Linked DNA regions of Danio rerio: region 1 is linked to region 2. The links are chromatin contacts, called in public HiChIP or PLAC-seq maps. All regions are on one chromosome and are shown on one strand. The core of a region is the stretch at or near the end of the contact, and the rest is flanking DNA. Distances in the headings are between cores, read along the strand shown.

Evidence for each region. HiChIP or PLAC-seq counts read pairs in DNA pulled down with a chosen protein or histone mark.
Region 1: a contact with region 2 is called in an H3K4me3 HiChIP or PLAC-seq map of embryo, with 2.2 times the contacts expected there. The contact joins the promoter of ero1a here to the promoter of ptger2a in region 2. A contact is called at or near these places in 1 of 18 Hi-C or Micro-C datasets (hematopoietic stem cells) and 1 of 4 datasets of contacts at active chromatin or transcription factors (embryo).

Annotation. Positions count from the first base shown.
Region 1 is chr17:16,283,423-16,288,503 of GRCz12tu, forward strand. It overlaps ero1a (endoplasmic reticulum oxidoreductase 1 alpha), which reads right to left and starts at 1,431. Exons shown (of 16, transcript NM_200350.2): 1 at 1,173-1,431. The coding sequence starts at 1,262.
Region 2 is chr17:16,136,963-16,141,937 of GRCz12tu, forward strand. It overlaps ptger2a (prostaglandin E receptor 2a (subtype EP2)), which reads left to right and starts at 3,323. Exons shown (of 1, transcript NM_200635.1): 1 at 3,323-4,975. The coding sequence starts at 3,543. The coding sequence ends at 4,388.

The sequences.
Region 1 (5,081 bases), core at 181-2,680, 140 kb after region 2:
AAAGTGATCAGGTTTATTTATCAGTCACAGAGCAATCTAAAATTAAAAATACTGTGATGGTATCATCATATGGTGAAGGTTTCAGATGGTAAGACTATACTACTTTGAAACATACTGTAGCAGTCTGGGATGGACTACCCAAAAGTCTCTCTGAGGAGTTGGAGAGGATCTAAAAGCGATGCTGTCTGATAATATGTCTTCCGATTTTAACTTTTCCAACACTAAGTGAAAGACGTGAAGAAGCCACCAAACATACTCTCATTAAAATACTCAATACATCACCGCTGCACTGTTTCCTGCCTAAGGCTCCAATGTTATCCTACCTTCTTCGGCAATACAAGACATTTGCTATACACAGAAGTAAAACTAAACATCTCTTCCTCGTGCTCTAAAATTGTTGTATAACTTTAATTTTTAGTGTCTGATTGTTTTTTAATTATTGTTTTTCTATCATGTTATATATATATATATATATATATATATATATATATATATATATATATATATATATATATATATTAGTATTTTTATTAGTCAAAGATTGATTTGAGTGTGTGTTTGACGCAATCAGGGAATTGTGCTGCAATACCCCGTCCTGTTAATTTTTAAATAAACTAAACTAAATGTGTGGGTTTTGTTTTATTATAATTTTTAATGCCGTATTAATATACAGACAGAAGGGAATACAAAAATGATTCAATATTTGTGCATAGTCACCGACTTGACTTTTCTGGCTACTGATTTTTATTGAAAAACATGATTATTATAGTTATCAAAAGATGTAAAAAATCTTACATTTATTTCAGATTTTACATGCCAACATTGTACTAAAATGACTAAAATGAAAAAAAGAAAATACCATAAAAATAAATGAAACATACCTAAATTAAGCATGAAAACAATAAATACGCATATAATAACATCTTAGTGATACCACAGTAGCACTGTTTTATTTACAGGTTTCCTTTAAACGTTATGAGAACATTTATCTGACAACATATCTGATTGATTACTTTTATTTTGCCTATATTCACCATAATAATCACATGGCAGGTATGCTGCATGACCAAACTATCATAGTTTCACATAGACCAAATATTTCAGCATGATACTGTGGTCATTTAATGCCCTTTATTTGATTTCCAGTGTGACTTCAACGTAGTGATTCTCACCTGGCAGAAACACCTGTGCGCAGCGGATCCTGCTGTCGTCACGTGGACACTAGTGAGAAAAAGCCCCAACAACAGAACGCAGGTTTCCATAATTCGGCATAAATGTGTATTTTCAGCGAATGTTTTCTCCAGCCTTCACTCTGCTGCTTTCTCGTTAACGATGTTTGTGTAATACGCAGTTAAAGTGAATCACACGTCGCTGTAAGACACGTTCACTTCCGATTCATTCATCCGCTACGTGATGTACGTGACTCTGCTGCTGCGATGTGACACAAACAAAACAATGAATAATCGGGTCGGGCGCGCATTCATAAAGCATTTAGTCAGGAAATATGCTTTATTTTACGTCCATATAACTGTCTCTGGGAACCTGCAAGGCTGGAGTGTATCATCAGCTCCTCTATAATCATGCACTCGAGCTGAACCAGGAACTCCTTCCCTTGGAAAAAACTGACGTGGTTGTCCACTAGATGTTGCCAAAGCATTAATTCTGGTGTTTAAGTCTCTCATTTGGGGAAATGCACAGTAAGAAGTTTTCTTTTAGGTTCCTAGGTATGGATGGTTATATTTGGCCAAAAATCATATTTGCTACATTTTCTTTTTGTTTTCCTTTTCTACAGCTGAAACGTTGAAATTATTTATCTTTAGTTTTTGCTGTGTAATCCTGTTAAACAAGTTATCAGTGTAAGTGTAACATATAGCAAGGTGTCACATTCATTCATTTAGCTTTATTTTTTGATATGTTACTGTTTAACTATTTATCAAATTTAACATATATTTTATTATAGTATTGGTTTATTTATTTCCCAGGGATGGGTTGCGACTGGAAGGGCATCTGCTGCGAAAAACGTGCTGGATAAGTTGGTGGTTCATTCCGCTGTGGCGACCCTGGATTAATAAAGGGACTTAAGCTGAAAAGAAAATGAATGAATGAATTGTTTTATTTAATCTATTGGCTATTTTCATGAGTGTGTATTTATTCAAGTAGCTATGTTTAATATATTTTGTTTATTTATTCATTTAATTTGGTATTTTGTCTTCCTGTTGTAATAAATATGCCAAATTCATTCATTTAGCTATGTTTTTTCATATGTTTTTGTTTGGTTATTATTTATTTATCTAATTTAACATGTATTTTATTATAGCATTGGTTTACTTAATCTATTGGGTATTTTCATTGGATTTTATATTTATTAAAACATCTAAATTTCATATATTTGTTTGTTTGTTTATTTATTTATTATTTTTTTTAATGCAGTACATATATTTTTTTCTTCATGTTATAATATTATTTAATGCTATATTTGCCAAAGTTATTTAGGTATTATATGTTATTGATTTGGTTATTATTTAACATATATATTTAGTTGATGCTGTGAAATATTGGGAAATCCTGTTAAACAGGTTATCAGTGTAAGTGTAACATATAGAAACATGTTTTAGGTGTCACATTCACTCATTTAGCAATGCTTTTTTCCAAATGTTTTATTTTAGTTATTATATATTTATCTAATTTAACATGTATAATAATATTGGTTTATTTAATCTATTGGCTATTTTCATATGATTTTATATTTAAGCACCTATATTTCATATATTTTGTTTATTTGTTTATTTAATGCAGTATATATATATATATATATATATATATATATATATATATATATATATATATATATATATATATATATATATATATTTTCTTTCTTCATCTTATAATATTATTTAATGCTATATTTGCCAAAGTTATTTAGGTATTATATGTTATTAATTTGGTTATCATTTAACATATATACTTAGTTGATGCTGTGAAATATTGGGAAATCCTGTTAAACAGGTTATCAGTGTAAGTGTAACATATAGCAACATGTTTTAGGTGTCACATTCACTCATTTAGCAATGCTTTTTTTCCAAATGTTTTAGCTTAGTTATTGTATATTTATCTAATTTAACATGTATAATAATATTGGTTTATTTAATCTATTGCCTATTTTCATATGATTTTATATTTAAGCACCTATATTTCATATATTTTGTTTATTTGTTTATTTAATGCAGTATATATATATATATATATATATATATATATATATATATATATATATATATATATATATATTTTTTTTTTTTTTTTTTTTTTTCTTTCTTCATCTTATATTATTTAATGCTATATTTGCCAAAGTTATTTAGGTATTATATGTTATTAATTTGGTTATTATTTAACATATATATTTAGTTGATGCTGTGAAATATTGGGAAATCCTGTTAAACAGGTTATCAGTGTAAGTGTAACATATAGCAACATGTTTTAGGTGTCACATTCACTCATTTAGCAATGCTTTTTCCCATATGTTTTAGTTATCAAATTTAACATATATTTCATTATAATATTGGTTTATTTAATCTATTGGGTGTTTTTATATGAGTGTATATTTATTTAAGTAGCTATGTTTCATATATTTTGTTTGTTTATTTATTTATTTAATGTGGTATGTATATATTTTTCTTCATGTTATAATATTTATGCCACATTCATTCATTTAGCTATGATTTTTCATATGTTTTAGTTTGTTTATTATTTATTTATCTAATTTAACATGTATTTTATTATCACATTGCATGGTTTATTTAATCTATTGAGTATTTTCATTTGATTTTATATTTAAGCAACTATTTTTAATTTTTTTGTTTAATATATTTATTAATTTATATAGATATTTTGTCTGTTATAATATATTTTTTAATGTTATATATACATAGTTATTTAGATATGTTATTTTTTTTGCTTGACAAATATATTTATTTTCTGTATTTACCGTAGGCCTATTTAAAAAGCAAATATTTATTTTCTTACAATATTTTTTTTAAAATATACATTAGCCTATATATTCTTATGTATTCGTTTGTATCAAATCTAGCAGCTATATTACATACATTTCTTGTAATATACTATCAATTTATTAGATAGGAGATGCGGTGGCGCAGTAGGTAGTGCTGTTGCCTCACAGCATGAAGGTTGCTGGTTCAAGTCCCGACTGGGTCAGTTGGCATTTCTGTGTGGAGTTTGCATGATCTCCCTGCGTTCACAAGGGTTTCCCCCACAAGTCCAACGACGTGGTAAAGGTGAATTGGGTAAGCTAAAATTGTCTGTATGTGTGAATGAGAGTGTATGGGTGTTTCCCAGTGATGGGAAGCATCTGCTGCGTAAAACATGTGCTGAATAAGTTGGCAGTTCATTCCAATGTGGCAACCCCAGATTAATAAAGGGACTAAACCGAAAATAAAATAAAAAAATGATTTATTAAATTTAGCTATTTTTGTGTAGCTAATCATTTTTGCAGTTTTCTTATCTATATTATTTACATAAATAATTATTATATATTATATTTATTTTATCTTTATATCTTTATATTAACAGATTTTTTAACTCGTCAATGCACAATAAACATAAAATTTATGAAAACCAATTATTGTTGAATAATATTATTTAATAATCATTATTAATTAAGTTATCTGTTTTTGCCAATTAACTTTTTATTCATTCATTCATTCATTTTCTTGCGGGCTTAGTCCCTTTATTAATCCGGGGTCGCCACAGCGGAATGAACCGCCAACTTATCCAGCAAGTTTTTACGCAGCGGATGCCCTTCCAGCCGCAATTCATCTCTGGGAAACATCCACACACACTCATACACTACAGACAATTTAGCCTACCCAATTCACCTGTACCGCATGTCTTTGGACTGTGGGGGAAACCGGAGCACCTGGAGGAAACCCACATGAAGGCAGGGAGAACATGCAAACTCCACACAGAAACGCCAACTGAGCCGAGGTTCGAACCAAATAAGTTTTAATATTTTTTTAATTTAAATTATTGATCTAATAATAGTATTAATATTTGTATTTGGT
Region 2 (4,975 bases), core at 2,073-4,572:
TTTTGTCTGCATAACACAACTGTAATCTGATCTAATCTGATCTCTTTCAGTGGATCCAAACGTTTCAAGTCATGTTTGTTTGGTCTGCAAACATGAGCCGAATTCCAGCAATTTATGCTGTAGGCTAACACATGTATTGAATTTACACACGCTTGTTTACGTTAGATAGCCTAATATGCTGGCTCTGCAAATGCAATCATTGACAGTGTCAGTCTAACTCACTTCAGTGGAAATAGAAAAAAAAATCAATAAACAAAACACATAATAGTACAGTAACTGAACTTTTTTTTAGTAACATTCCCATGCAGCTTTTTGGGATGTTACTGTAACATTTTTACAAACATCATGGGAAAGTCTCTTCTGGATGCTCTCTAAATTAAATGTGCAAGTGGTAGCATTTAAATATTTTGTTAGACAAATATTTAAACATTTCATTAATTCATTTTCTTTTCAACTTAGTCTCTTTATTAATCAGGGGTCGCCACAGTAGAATGAACCGCCGACTTATCCAACATATGTTTTACGCAGAGGATGCCCTTCCAGCCGCAACCCATCACTGGGAAACACCCATACACTTTCATTCACACACATAGACTGTGGACAATTTAGCCTACCCAATTCACCTGAAACTGGAGCACCCGGAGGAAACAAATGCCAACATGGGGAGAAAGTGCAAACTCCACACAGAAATGCCAACTGACCCAGCCGAGGCTCGAACCACCAACCTTCTTGCTGTGAGGCGACAGTGCTACTCACTGTGCCACCACGTCACCCCTTAAACATTCCAGAAAAGTTTAATCAATGTATATCAATGTAATGTTTTTGGCTAATCTGTTTGAAAACTTTTTGGTAAGACTTTATTTTGATGGTCCCCATTGCACATTTTGTTGACTAAATGTTTGATTGCAACTACATGACAATTACTTCTTAAACTGTCTGCTTAATATCTGCTGATACTGCTCCTTCAACAGACATTTAACTGACTATAAGAAACTTTGCAAGTACATGTCAACTTACACTAACCCTAACCCCAACCTAACAGTCTACTTATAATCTATCTATCTATCTATCTATCTATCTATCTATCTATCTGTCTGTCTGTCTGTCTGTCTGTCTGTCTGTCTGTCTGTCTGTCTGTCTGTCTATCTATCTATCTATCCATCTATCTATCTATCTATCTATCTATCTATCTATCTATCTATCTATCTATCTATCTATCTATCTATCTATCTATCTATCTATCTATCTATCTATCAGCACAAACAAACCTATTAATATATATGCATGCTTTTCCATTCTGCTATACCATCTTAAACACTCATTGTGCAGAAAGGACCAGGAAACCCTTAAATAAAAGAGTACAAAAATCCCCTATGGCAACAGTTCAACGCGCAGCAACATGTTTGAGCTTAGATCCACACAGCCCAACCTTAAAAACATCTCTCAGCACTCACAAATGACTGTATAAGAGAGAGAAAGCTGGTATATTATGTGAAACTAAAGAAGAGAGCTAGAGCAGTAAAAAAAAATATTACTGCTAGACAACTGAGCTTTTTTCTGGGCAGTATTTTTGGGTTTACATTCGTAAGGATTTAAATAAGTAGACTAATAATTTAAACTATTCAGATCAAATATGTTTATTTGGTCATTTGTTTAATCTTTTGTAGACCTCATAATAATTAATGCATTAAATAATGTAAGAAAAATATGAAAATTATTATTTATTAATTATAATTAAATATTTTTTTTAAATTCAAAGACTTCTTTGGTGGTATTTTTACAATTTTATTTAGATTTTCTTCCATTTTAATTTTAGTTGAAGGGCATCTATGATGAAATGTATCTTTTGGGAGCTGTTTGGAAAAACACTGTGTATAGTGTGTCCACAGTCATATTGGGGTGATATTAAGACAATAAGTCTCTTTCTTTTTAATTTCTTTACGTTAAAATAGGATCCAAATCCCTCCCATTTTGAGGTCCAACGCAACATGATGTAGGAGTGCAGTTTCCCTGCCCCGAATTGATTGACAGACGCGTATTAACATGTCTCCGTTGTAACTTGTATAATCATATCAACAAGACAGGATGGGGATAACCAGGAATAAAAGATCTGTTAAAAGATCTGATGTTAACAAGAGTTTTACAAGTTTAACACGTTTTTAAAAAAGTGCATGTTTGTAATCATTTACAGCTATTTTACCGTCCTTACTTTTTAAACACAGCCGAATGTCAGTACAATTATAAAAGACGATGCTTCAATCGCGGTTTCAGGACGTTAAATCTTATTAATTTTGTACTTTGACATAACGAATATCCATACAGCAGTGTATATTAATGTGTATCCTGTCACATTTGCCGTGCAAAAACAGTGCAAATTTAAATGTGTGTATCTGTGTGTGTCCGTAAGCTTTGTAACGAAAATTTGTCACTTATCATGGCAGAAAGGCTTGAATTAACTTCACAACAAATACATCAAATAATCATTGCAAAAGTTCTTACTTTAGTATTTCTCACAAACGTTACGTGAGATCTGCTTCCTTCATATCTGTCACTGTGCTGTTTATCTGACGCAGCCGAGGCGGAGATTGAGGCACACTCTGACAGGCACGTGGGAACAGTGGGCCCCTAGTTTTAAACTACTATTAAAGGCACAGGCCACAAAAACAGCTACATTGTCATCAAAGCAGAAAATCCAATATTCTGAAAGGTATAATAAATAATCTGATGGGTGTTTTGAGCTGAAACTTTACAGACACATTCTAGAGACACAAAACACTTATCTTAAATCCTCAATCTTGGAAAAGGGGTGTAATAGGTGCCCTTTAATGTTTTTAAAATGTATTAGTCTTTCTTTTTGTTTTCAAATTATGTCTGTTATTTTTATATTACTTTTATTTCCATTTTTTTTTGTGGTATATTTCCTCATGCTGCATGATTTCCATTTTAAATGCTAATCTTAATCTGTGGCAAAAAAAAAGCAAAAATATTTTCCCTAAAAAAAATTTAGCCACCTAAATCACAAGTAACCCTTAAGAGGCCATTTAATCTGATTACCATAGTATGCAACTATAACAGCCACAGTAGTAGTAGAACTCACACCGTAGGGCTCTTTGGGACCCCAAACAGTCAGAAAGCAAATTCTCTACGCTTTTAAGGAAGCTCAAATTTCTCAACTCTGTGTCTGGATCAGCATATGTGTGTGTGTGACTGTGTGTGTGGGAGTGTGTTGAAGGTGGGGTCAAGACAATGACGTTGTTTCACCAACCAACAGCTCATTCAGCAGAGGAACTCATGGCTCATAGTGCATTCTCCACCGCCTCTCTGCATGGAGAGCATGGGGCAGACAAAGAGGCAAGTCTGCGGGACTCTAGAGGCTTTCAAAAGCACACCACATGCAGCTTGAAAATGAACCACCTTTGAGAGTTTCAAAAATTTGCATCAGGAAGAAAATGATCTGAATAAAGTTTTGCATGCTCTCAAACATGCCAACATCTTAAAGAGAAACATCCAAGTAGGTGTTTTGATAAAATCCAACTGCAGGAATGGGCACTGAAAATGGGACCTGTATTGACAGTGTGAATGTGGAGCAGAATGGGGGTCCAGCCATCAGTGCTTTGATGTTCGCAGCTGGAGCGATCGGGAACGTGCTTGCGCTGGTTCTCCTGGAGTTTCGGAGGAGGAAAGAAAAGAACCGGCAGCGGCAGTCTCTTTTCCATTTGTTGGTGACCACTTTGGTTATTACGGATCTAACGGGAACCTGTCTGACCAGTCCTGTGGTTCAAACGGCGTATTTGACCAACACCACATTGGTTGGGATGAGCAAGACTCATGCGGTGTGTGAGTATTTTGGATTTGCCATGACTTTCTTAAGTTTGGCCACACTTTCTATCCTCCTGGCGATGGCACTGGAAAGATGCATCTCCATCGGGTATCCGTATCACTACGGGAGGCACATCACCAAACGCTGCGGATACATCACCATCCCTTGTATTTATCTAGCCTGCTTTCTGTTCTGCCTGATGCCGTTTGCAGGGTTTGGGAAATATGTGCAATACTGTCCCGGGACCTGGTGTTTCATTGCCATGAATTCGGAGGAGATCGAAGACCGAGCGTATGCCAATGTTTACGCCACGGTGATGCTGTTTATTATGATCATTATAGTGGTGTGCAACTGTTTTGTGGTTTATCATCTGGTGCTGATGTACCGGAGGCGCAAGATGAACCGGGGTTCAGTGCAGACCAGGAGCAAAAGGAACAGGAGGTACTTCTCGTGGGCAGAGGAGGTGGAACATCTCATTCTTCTGGTCTTCATGACTGTCATCTTCGTCATTTGTTTCCTGCCGTTAATAGTAAGATTTATTGTATGTGATTGTAATGAAAGAAAATAACTACAGTTGAAGTCTGAATTATTAGCCCTCCTGAATTATTTGTCCCCTGTATATTTTTCCCCCAATTTCTGTTTAACAGAGAGCAGATTTTTTCAACACATTTCTAAACGTAATAGTTTTAATAATTAATTTCAAATAACCGATTTCTTTTATCTTTGCCATGATGACAGTAAATAATATTTTACAAATTATTTTTCAAGACACTAGTATTCAGCTTAAAGGGCAATTTAAAGGCTTAACTAGGTTAATTAGGAAAGATATTAAGTAATTAAGCAAGATATTGTATAATAAGGGTTTGTTCTGAAGAGATAATTAGAAAAAAATATATAGCTTAAGAGGGTTAATAATATTGACCATAAAATGGTTTTTAAAAAGCTTAAAACTGCTTTTATTCTAGCCAAAATGAAGCAAATAAGACTTTTTCCAGAAGAATTAATATAGGAAATACTGTGACAATTTGCTTGCTCTGGTAAATCACAGGAGGGCTAATCTTTTTGACTTCAACTATAATTTGTCATTTTCTAAATGTTACCAATTAATTTATTTACACATTTGCAGATTAATTCATATGCAAAATTTCCCTTAGG